3 separate regions of the Rattus norvegicus genome follow, and regions 1 and 2 are each linked to region 3. The links are chromatin contacts, called in public Hi-C maps. All regions are on one chromosome and are shown on one strand. The core of a region is the stretch at or near the end of the contact, and the rest is flanking DNA. Distances in the headings are between cores, read along the strand shown. Region 1 overlaps Maml3 (mastermind-like transcriptional coactivator 3). Region 2 overlaps Maml3 (mastermind-like transcriptional coactivator 3). Region 3 has its middle 79 kb from the start of Foxo1.

Region 1 (2,978 bases), core at 24-2,523, 290 kb after region 3:
GGGGTGCACACTGTGTGCATGTGTCCCTGTGGCGGGGTGCACACTGTGTGCATGTGTCCCTGTGGCGGGGTACACACTGTGTGCATGTGTCCCTGTGGCGGGGTACACACTGTGTGCATGTGTCCCTGTGGCGGGGTGCACACTGTATGCATGTGTTCCTGTGGCGGGGTGCACACTGTGTGCATGTGTTCCTGTGGTGGGGTACACACTGTGTGCATGTGTTCCTGTGGCGGGGTGCACACTGTGTGCATGTGTCCCTGTGGTGGGGTACACACTGTGTGCATGTGTTCCTGTGGCGGGGTGCACACTGTGTGCATGTGTTCCTGTGGCGGGGTGCACACTGTGTGCATGTGTCCCTGTGGTGGGGTACACACTGTGTGCATGTGTTCCTGTGGCGGGGTGCACACTGTGTGCATGAGGAAGTCAGAGGACAACATTGGGTGTCATTTACTGCCACCTCCTTTTCAACAAGACCAGGAATGACCTGGAACTTACTGATGCTCTAGGCTAGCTCATAGTCCTAGCCCAAGTTACTCGTCTGTCTGTCTGTCTGTCTGTCTGTCTGTCTGTCTGTCTCTCTCCCTCTCTCTCTCTCTCTCTCTCTCTCTAACCAACTTATAATGCACACCACCATGACTAAAAAAAAAAAAAAAAAGCAAAAAACATGGATTCTAAGAACCCAGGTACTTACTGAACTGTGTCCACAGCTCCAACCTGATAATTTCCTGACCTGCCTCTAAATGACTTCTTTACAGTTAAGCCAGGAGGTACCCAGAAGAGAGGGATACCCTCTGACACCCACCCATCCCAGCCTGCTTGTGGATCTCTAGAGTCATATGACAATCAACCTTTTCAAGCTTGAGCTTAATGCCTCCACCTGCCCCCATCTGCCCTGATCCGCTCCCATCCATCCCCATCCACCCCATCCTCAGTGCAAGGCTTTGCTACCCAGAATTTTCCTGGTAACCTTTTTTGCTTACGAACCTTTCCTTGCCATTGGACGAGAGAGAGAGAGAGAGAGAGAGAGAGAGAGAGAGAGAGAGAGAGAGAGAGAGAGAGAGAGAGAGAAGAAAAAAGAACAAACACAAGCCAGCAATAAAAGAACTCTTGTTAAGTTAAACATTGACCAGGGTGGCATTCGTCAAGCTGCTAGAATCGTGGCAACCCGTGCCTTTCCTCCCCCACAAATGCAGAAGCAGCTGGAAGGGAAGCCTGAAGTCTAGGAGGCAATGGCTCCCTCCTCCACAGCTCAGCCTACGTCAGCCCCTGAAATAGAAACATGGGGATGGAGTGGTTTGATAGCAGGGCAGAAGCTGGGGCGCGGGGCATGGGGGGGAGGGGGCAGGGGTGGTGGTGGTTGGGAAGCAGTGAGATCCCTGTCATGTGGCCTCAACTGGCCAACTGCCGCCTCCCTGGAGACATCAGGGCAGAGAAAAGGATGGAGCCTCACGGGCCCTGGCATTTCGCGTGTGCTTTCTGGTCCTGACCGCTTCCATACTTGCTGTGGCTGCTGTTCTTCATGTTAGCACATCCGTAACTGTGGATGACAAACAGTTAAGGCATCCAGCCTGCTACTGAGGAAGCCAAGAGAGCTCTGGGCCAAGGTGGATTTCCCTACTCTGACTTCCCCTGGCCTCTATCCTTTTACAAAGCATAAGCTTGCAATTAAGGTAGCATAGGAGAGAGAGAAAGGGACAGAGGGAAACAAGCACTTCCCCACTGGAGCTTAGCTCTGGCAACTGTGCCCAAGAGAAACTGGAAGCCCTGATAGGGAAGTAGGACAAGACTGTCAAACCAAACGTGTATGTAGATGGAAGAGAGGACCATCAAAGAAGTGAGGTAGTTCTCACCATACCTGAAGGAGAAGGTTATCAAAATGCCGTCTGTCAGCTGAACTGCCTACCCCTTCACGTCTCTCTGGCTAGCCCAGAAAACACAGAAGTCCATGGTGTAAGCACAACAGGACTGGGCTAAACGCTGCCGAGCAGGGCAGCTATGAGTCTCTGGGGCCCTGTTTGGGGATGGCAACCAACCAGCATGTGTGTCTTTGTAGCCATCAAACCACAGTCATTCCCACAGGGCATGTGGATTGAAATATCTCACCACGAAACCAGGGGAGTAGGGAGAAGACTATTATGTAGAGATGTACTACTCAGGAAGTGACCACTCGTCTTCCTGCCTGGGACAACTGGGAAATCAGGATAGAGGTGGGATCTGTGCATCATGGTTCAGCCACTAGCATGAGAGGCAGTGGGAGAAGGATGCTGGGGGCGTCATTGTCCTCCAGAGACACAGAACCAATAGCCCTTTCTCTCCGGAAAGAAGACAGGGAAAGAAGACAGCTGACTTGTCTCAGTACTGTTTAAACAGACGGCAGACTTCCCCAGAGCAGTTCCGTTCACATCTCACCAAACACCTCTAAGCCCCTAACAGAACGAGGCTAGGCGCTGGAGATATGGCTCAGCAATTTAAGGGCACTGGCTGCTCCTCCAGAGGACCCAGGTTCAATTCCCAGCACCTACAGGGCAGCTCGCAACTTCTCTAATTCTCATTCCAAGGAGTCTGACCCCCTCTTCTGGCCGCCTTGGTACTACACCCAGGCGAAGTACACACATGCAGGCAAAACCCCCGTGCAGAGGAAAGAAAAATAAGTCATTTTTAAAAGTAGGGTTGCCAAAAAAAAAAAAAAAAAAAAAAAAAAAAAAAAAAAAAAAAGAAGGTAGCTCTATTTCTGCTTTTTAGAGTGTACCTACTTAGTCTGTGCTGGGAAAAGAGGGAGGGCAGGACTGGCTGAGAGATAGTTTTAAAAGGAATGGGCTCATTAATGGGAATATGGGATGTACTAAGTTCAAAGCCTAGAGAGCGGACTGGGCGGCTGTTCTGATAAGCATGGCTGGTATAGTCTTGACTCTGAAGACTTCAGGCTGGAAACCCATGCGGGTTTTCTGTGAAGCAGGCTATGACTATCTATCTAACTA
Region 2 (3,302 bases), core at 787-3,286, 410 kb after region 3:
TCCTGCTCCCCATCCCAGGCTCAAGTAGCCATTATTCTACTCTCTACCTCTGAGAGAGCAACTCCTTAGCTTCTGTGCATGGGCGAACACGATGCCGTTCTATTCCTGACTTACTACTATGAGTGACAGAAGTGTACATTATACAACAAGGCAACATGCCATTACTGCTCGATAAGATAGTGTCGTGCAGTATTTTGCTGTAAGACAGTAAGACAGCTATGAGATTGGGATGGACTCTGAAGTTTGGGAACCAGTGCTCAAATCTCAAAGGTGGTGTGGGGATGGGCTGAGGCGAAGGTGGTGACTAAAATATATAGTGTCGTGATGACCTAGGGCTTGAAGGGACATAATCATATGCAGGGGAAAGTGAGCTGGGGTGAAGCCGGAAAATAGTCTGGGGTCACATCACTTCAAGGATTCTACCCGCCATGCTAACAGTGAAGAGAAGCCACCGAAGACCTACAGGCAGGCTGTTGTGGTGTGGCTATATTTGCATTTTGAAAACCTCCATCTGACCACACAGTTGGTGGAGGGGAGTGGACGTGGAGAGACTAATTTGGATGCAACTTTAGTCCTATAATTTGAAGGCTGGGAGAACGGGTGAGAAGAAATGGAGAGACAGGAGAAAGTGAATAGAATTCAGTACAATAGACACCAAGCCCTGAAGGCCCACAGAAAGGGCTTTGCGGATATTGGAAAATGGAGCCTGAGGGAGAGCCATATATTGGTTGGAGTCCAGATTCCTGGCTTGAAAAACCAGAGTGACATTGATGGCCCCAGGCCCTGAGAGAGTAGAGGACACTGCATTTGAATCCTAGGAAGTAGGTGGCGCCGTTGAGCTATGAGCTGGACCTTGGTAGAAATTGCAGGTAAAGGGCAGGAGAAAATTTATTATCAACGATGAGATATAGTGACATGAAACAAAAGATGGAGACAGAAATGAGCTCTTCGGTGTCTGTCTCCTGGTTTGTTTTCATGCGTTCGTTCGTTCGTTCATTCATTCTACCTATCATGTTCCCCCTAGGCCATGAAACCACTCAAAGGATAGAGTAGACTATTAGGAGTGAGAAAGACCAGGCACTGCAGATTTTTAATACCAAGATAACGGTTTCCGGAAGACAGTCGGAGGGATCTCATGGTTGGGGTCTGACCTAGCATGATCCTGCAGTATCATACACGTGCAAGGAACTAGAAAGAAGGAGACAGGCCCAGGAACTCTAAGGCTACAGAGGGTAAGGTTAGCGTCTGGGGCGAGAAAGCAGTTGTGCGTTTCTCCTTTCCGTGCGCCCCGACATTGTGGCTGCTTATAGTCCGGGACTGGGAAAAGATAAAGCTTAGGGGAACAGAAACTAGGTCTTTTCCTCATTTTCAGCTTTCCAACCAAGCAGAGGCTGGCCATTTTCAACAGATACTACTGCCAATTAGAGGCAAAAGACCCGCACAAAGTAGGCTCCCAAGATCTAGCCAGTTGAATTGAGCCAATACCATAGGCTTCCTGGGCCCCCGAGAAGGTGCAACGTGTCACAGGTCCTCAAGGAGAAAAGGGCTGGCAGGGAGGACCCCTGCATGAGAATTAAGACCTCCGTGACCCCCATCTGTTCCTCCTCTCCTCTCCCTCCTCCCCTGCTGCCATGGAGACCAGTCTGGAATGGCAGTAAGCCTTATGCCCCAGAGAAAACAATACTGTGTTTGAAGAGTGGAAGTTGGCCTCTAAGCTCAGGCTCTGCCGCCCATCCCCCACTGCCCAGGATTCTTACAAAAGGCAGCTTTTTGCCAGAGGGTCAGAGCTCTGCTGTCCATCGATCTGCGTCCACTTTGTCCCTCGCTACTTTCCACTTGTTCATTTTTGAACTCACACCACACAGCCCGAGTGTCATGGGTCTGTTTAGTCGGAGAGGCGCAGATGTGACCGCGTCCCTTCTGCTCCATGGCACGGAGCATCCCGCACCTCTCCTTTTTGTGTCTTTGAACCGCTGCTGTTGACTCACCGGGCTGGAGCGGTTGAGCTGGGCTGAATTAGTAACAATGCAATCAACATTTCTATTTTTATCTCTGCTCTCTCCCCTCCCCACTGACTCACCATTCTCAGTCTCTCGGAGCCCGGGACCTTAAAAGACTTGCAATGGATCCAGGGTGAATATCTGCACAGATGTGTTGTTTCTGCCATTCTAAGCCATGAGTGGCTTTCCTTTTTTTCCTAATGCACAGGGCCCACGTGTCAGTCGTGTTATTTATTACCGTTCACTGCCATCTTCTTTGTGGCTGTGTTACATCTCAAGCTGCTTTTACCTCCTGAGGTCTAAGATAAATAGCGGACAAGGGAGGAGCCTGGATCTGATTTCTGAAACCCATCTTCAGAGAAGACTTCAGTACTGAGCTGAAACTTTTAACTTTTCCCAGTTGAATTCAGGAAGCCTGACCTGGATCTACAGAAGGCAAAAACTAAATACAGTGTAGTAGTCGTCCCTTAAAAACAAGCAAACAAACGAAAAACCCACCCCGACGACGAAGGATCTTTTTTTCCTGCTTCGATCTCTACATGTTGATATATATTTTTAATTTTATAAACATAAACATACTAAGTGCTTGGAATTCTGAAGCCTTTGATTTGAGTCCCAACCTGCGATTGGTTATTCTTTATAGTCTCCAGCTGATAATTTAATTTCTATTTTTAAGATTTGTTTTTTTAAATTTTATGATCATTTCTGCCTGAATGTAGGCTTCATGTGTGTGCAGGTTCCCATAGAAACCAGAAGAGGGCACTAGATTCCCCCCAGAACTGGATTTACAATGATTGTGAGCTGCCCAGTGTGGGTACTGGGAACCAAACCTGGGAATTAATTTCCCAAGAGAAATGCGCTCTCCGCTGAGCCATCTCTACAACCCTAAATATGTCATTTCTCTGTGACTTAATTTTCTGTTTTGTAAAATGGAGTTTAACCGCTTGAACAATAACTACATATCCTGTAGATTTGTTTCAAGGATTTAAAAATAATCTAAAGAAAAGGCTCTAAAAAATCTAGTTTCCAAGAGGACCTTAAAACAAAGGCCAGCACATAATAATCTCTCAGAAAAAGTTGGGTATTTTCCTACATCAGGCCATGTCCACCTGTCTTAAGAAAAACGATCTTTAAAAGAATTCTCATGGGCCGGATTGGTGGCTCAGTAGTAAAGTGCTCGGGCATGGGGAAGCCACATAAGACACCAGAAGCTGTGAAATGTGCTTGTAATCAGTGTTGGGAAAGAGGAGATATCCTGGGACTCGATGATGGGCCAGCCTAGCCTACTTGATGAGCTGTAAG
Region 3 (3,307 bases), core at 132-2,631:
CCTGCCATACTCTGCTACTTGTAGATATTGAGGAGGAAAACGTCATAGATGTGTGGAAGGTGACACTATTGTCTTGTATTCCCACTGGGTGGTCCCCACTTTGCGAGAGTTGATAGGGGCAGAAGCCCACAGTTGAGTTCAGCTGGGAAGTGATGGAGGAGGAGCGAGTAGCGACATGCCCAGATCCTTAGATAGCACGGAGCAAGCCCCAGTGTGGAATGCTCACAGGGTGGAGGATTTTAGGCAGAGGACACACCTAGTTGCCTAAGGTGCCGCAGCTGCCCCATCCACTTGATTGCCTGACTCTGGTGATCGTTCTCAGGGCGGGGTTAGAAGCAGACCTCCCTTCCACCTTTCAGTAGCGTCTGACATCATGGTCATGGCTGAGTCATCTGCTCCACTACAAAGCCCGGAATCTGAGAGAGCAGCCAAGATGGTCTAAGGGGAACCAGCTAGGGCTCATCAGCCGGTCCGCACAGAGTCTCACAGACAGGAAGTTAGCACCTCCAGCCTGGACCCTAGGAGCCACAGGCGGCTTTATCAAACAGGAAGAGACAAAATGGGACTAAGATGGGACTGAAAATACAATCTGGACTGGCTGTCCCTGAAGGGTTGTCATCCACACGTGCTTCTGAAAGCCAATTCACAGAAAGGTTTCCCCACCCAGGGTGCCCAGTCAGCCCACTGTGCAGGTGCCAGTCAAGAAACAGGTCCAGAACTCCTGCCACATAGCTGCCCTTGGAAAGTAGGAAAAGCCCAGCTCTGACCTATGTGGAAGGATGCATGTTGGTTCTGGATGGGTACCATCCTTTTCTGGCATCAGACAAGGATGTATCCATGCAAGATATGATGTCGAGAGCAGCTGCTTTGGTTAGGCTTCACTCTCAGCAAAATGAGTGTCATGTCCCTGGAACTGCAGCTAGTCCATACAGATGTGAAGGGAATTGAGTCTAGTACATCTGTGGGCAAGGTAAGGCACGCCAAGTGGAGGTGCTGTGGAGACCTACTACAAACACGGACTTGTAAAAGTCGTAGGAAATCAGAACTGCATGAAGAAGACAGCCATATGCCAGAAGAACTGGACTTCCTGATCATGACTGCTGGATCTGACCAAGAGAGTTCTTTGGTTGCTGAATTCCATATTTAAATTTAGCCTGCAAATGAAAAAAAAAAGCAGTTTTTACAACTCTAAATACACTTTCTACTACTGAGAATGGTGATTGAAGCAAAAGTAAAAATAGCTGCTCACACCACGATTTGAGGAAATCTAAATCTGAAACGATCTTTTTTTTTTTCATTTGCATGCTACCAAATAAGGACATGGGGAAGCAGTGAGTCACCAAGATTCTAGCATTTACCAGACTGCAACATGAGAGGGAAGCACTCTCTAGGATGAGGCTTGGAGGCTCTGTGACTGACATCTGCCCCATCCCCCATGCGGAACCTTATGCGCCTACCTGAAAAAAAAAGGGCCCAATTTCTTTTTCTAATTCTTAGGGCAGTGTTTCAGTGAATAATATTCATGTTTCAGACTCTCGAGCCTATGGAATAGTGTCCCACATCTAAGGAACAACTCACAGATCTTTCAACCTCTGTTACCTCAGTTGATCACACTCGATTTGCACAGAATCCTTAAGGCACAGCATGAAGTTGCCACATAGACCATCACCGAACTGTGGATGTCTCTGCAGAGACAGGGTGAATCACCAGCTGGGAGGGGGTGGACGGAGGATGACACAAAGGAAAACAAGATTTAGAGATCTAGGCTCCCTGTTACCCTGTCACATGGTCCCTGCATAAACCAATGTTCTTAAAGTTCGAAAGCCCAACTGAAAGGTTCAGGCACTGCCTGCCAACCTGGTGTTTTCTTCCCCGGCTCTTGGAAGACAGTTTAAAAAGAGTTCGGGAATGTTCTGGTCTTTTGTTTGGAAATTTTTCCTGCTTGTTGACTAGTTGTCTGCGGACTGCGAGGTGGGTCTGTTTGCGTTAAACAGGCTGAACAATCTATAAAGCACACCGGCTGCTTTCGAGGCTGGCTTATTTTGGATGTGCAGAGACGTGTACTGAGTTGCTCATTTACGACTGAAACTCTTCTGTGCTCAGTGTGACACAGGAAGACTTTGAAGGCAACGGTAGCTGTTGTGGGATGTTCTTGCAAGGTGGTACAAGAAAAATGTCTCTGTTTCTTAGCACATGACCAACTGTGTGCATCTCCCCTAAGATTTTTATTATTACTACTACTACTACTACTACTACTACTACTACAGGGTCTTGTAAAGAAATTTGCATTACTGAAGCTTTTGGGGGAGCCACTTATCCCCTTTTATCAGAAGACCACCAAACAGAATCCCAAGCACGGAAGCCATTCCTTGTTCTTAATCACAGGAGTTCAAATCCTCTATCACAAGAGAAATAGTTTCTGGGGAGTTATGGATTGCTATAGCCAGTTTTACATATTATCATAACAAAAAAAAATGAAGAACCAAACAATGCTGCCCCCTTCATTGTGTAAAGGAGAAATAAATGGAGGGGACTGCCAGCGAGCTAGGAAGCCCTTTGGTCCCAACCCTTCCCTTATCGCCCATCTTCCTGCAAGGAAGCTCAATGGCTGCCAGAAAGGAGGAGACCATGACTGTGAGCTGGTCAGGTCAGGGGTTGCTGGGCATCAAAACAGCAAAAGGCAGGGGTGAGCAAAGCAGATTGGTCCTACCTTAAGCAGACCTGGTCCTGCCTTTTATCTCTAATTACTTGCGTGACTTTGGATAAGCACTTCACCTCTCTCATCTCTAAAATGACAGACTGGAGCTAAGTTCTCAGAGTCGTCTCCAACAACTCTAGTGGGGCAGCGGGTGTGTGTGTGTGTGTGTGTGTGTGTGTGTGTGTGTGTGTGTGTGTAGATTCTTTTATTAAGGATTCTTATGAAGGCTGTGAAGAAAAGCTGACTGTCCCTGCTAGCTGCAAAAGAGCAGACTCTGGAGGAGCTGTGAAATGATCCACAAGGAATCCCTGTGGAGGGTTGAAAAACTATAGAATTGTGGAATTGTGTGTAACGTGCCATCCGAGTGGGGCTCTCTGAGGCCATACAAAATGGGACACGTTAAAGCAAAGAACCCAGGCTTTTGAAGCCAGCCTATGCCCCTACTTCATTCTGCAGTCTCTTCCCATGATAATGCAGCACCTTGTGCTCACAATTAAATGTCAGCCACGGAAAACATTTCCTTTGGCTTTGTTGTTCCAGGACCTGATTCTTTTGTCCTCCATATAATGGATATGCAGAAACAATGACAGAACAGAGATTTTTTTTCCC

What was found. A called contact is a pair of places that touch in the nucleus more often than the background predicts.
Region 1: a Hi-C map of the A7r5 cell line shows a contact between it and region 3, with 5 times the contacts expected there. The contact joins two enhancer-like sites. A contact is called at or near these places in 2 of 12 Hi-C or Micro-C datasets (the A7r5 cell line and Schwann cells).
Region 2: a Hi-C map of the A7r5 cell line shows a contact between it and region 3, with 2.9 times the contacts expected there. The contact joins two enhancer-like sites. A contact is called at or near these places in 3 of 12 Hi-C or Micro-C datasets (the A7r5 cell line, kidney and mammary epithelial cells).

What each region holds. Positions count from the first base shown.
Region 1 is chr2:138,095,661-138,098,638 of GRCr8, reverse strand. The region is part of intron 1 of Maml3 (mastermind-like transcriptional coactivator 3); the gene reads left to right. Among named protein-coding and RNA genes, the nearest start is that of Maml3, 190 kb to the left of the region's middle. Within about 2 kb of position 1,273, at least 62 of the 93 cell types and tissues checked have an H3K27ac peak or open chromatin away from gene starts, as enhancers often do. A contact at or near this core is called in the A7r5 cell line, where this site is marked.
Region 2 is chr2:137,969,950-137,973,251 of GRCr8, reverse strand. The region is part of intron 2 of Maml3 (mastermind-like transcriptional coactivator 3); the gene reads left to right. Among named protein-coding and RNA genes, the nearest start is that of Mgst2, 130 kb to the right of the region's middle. Within about 2 kb of position 2,036, at least 55 of the 93 cell types and tissues checked have an H3K27ac peak or open chromatin away from gene starts, as enhancers often do. A contact at or near this core is called in the A7r5 cell line, where this site is marked.
Region 3 is chr2:138,382,020-138,385,326 of GRCr8, reverse strand. No RefSeq gene overlaps it. Among named protein-coding and RNA genes, the nearest start is that of Foxo1, 79 kb to the left of the region's middle. Within about 2 kb of position 1,381, at least 26 of the 93 cell types and tissues checked have an H3K27ac peak or open chromatin away from gene starts, as enhancers often do. A contact at or near this core is called in the A7r5 cell line, where this site is marked.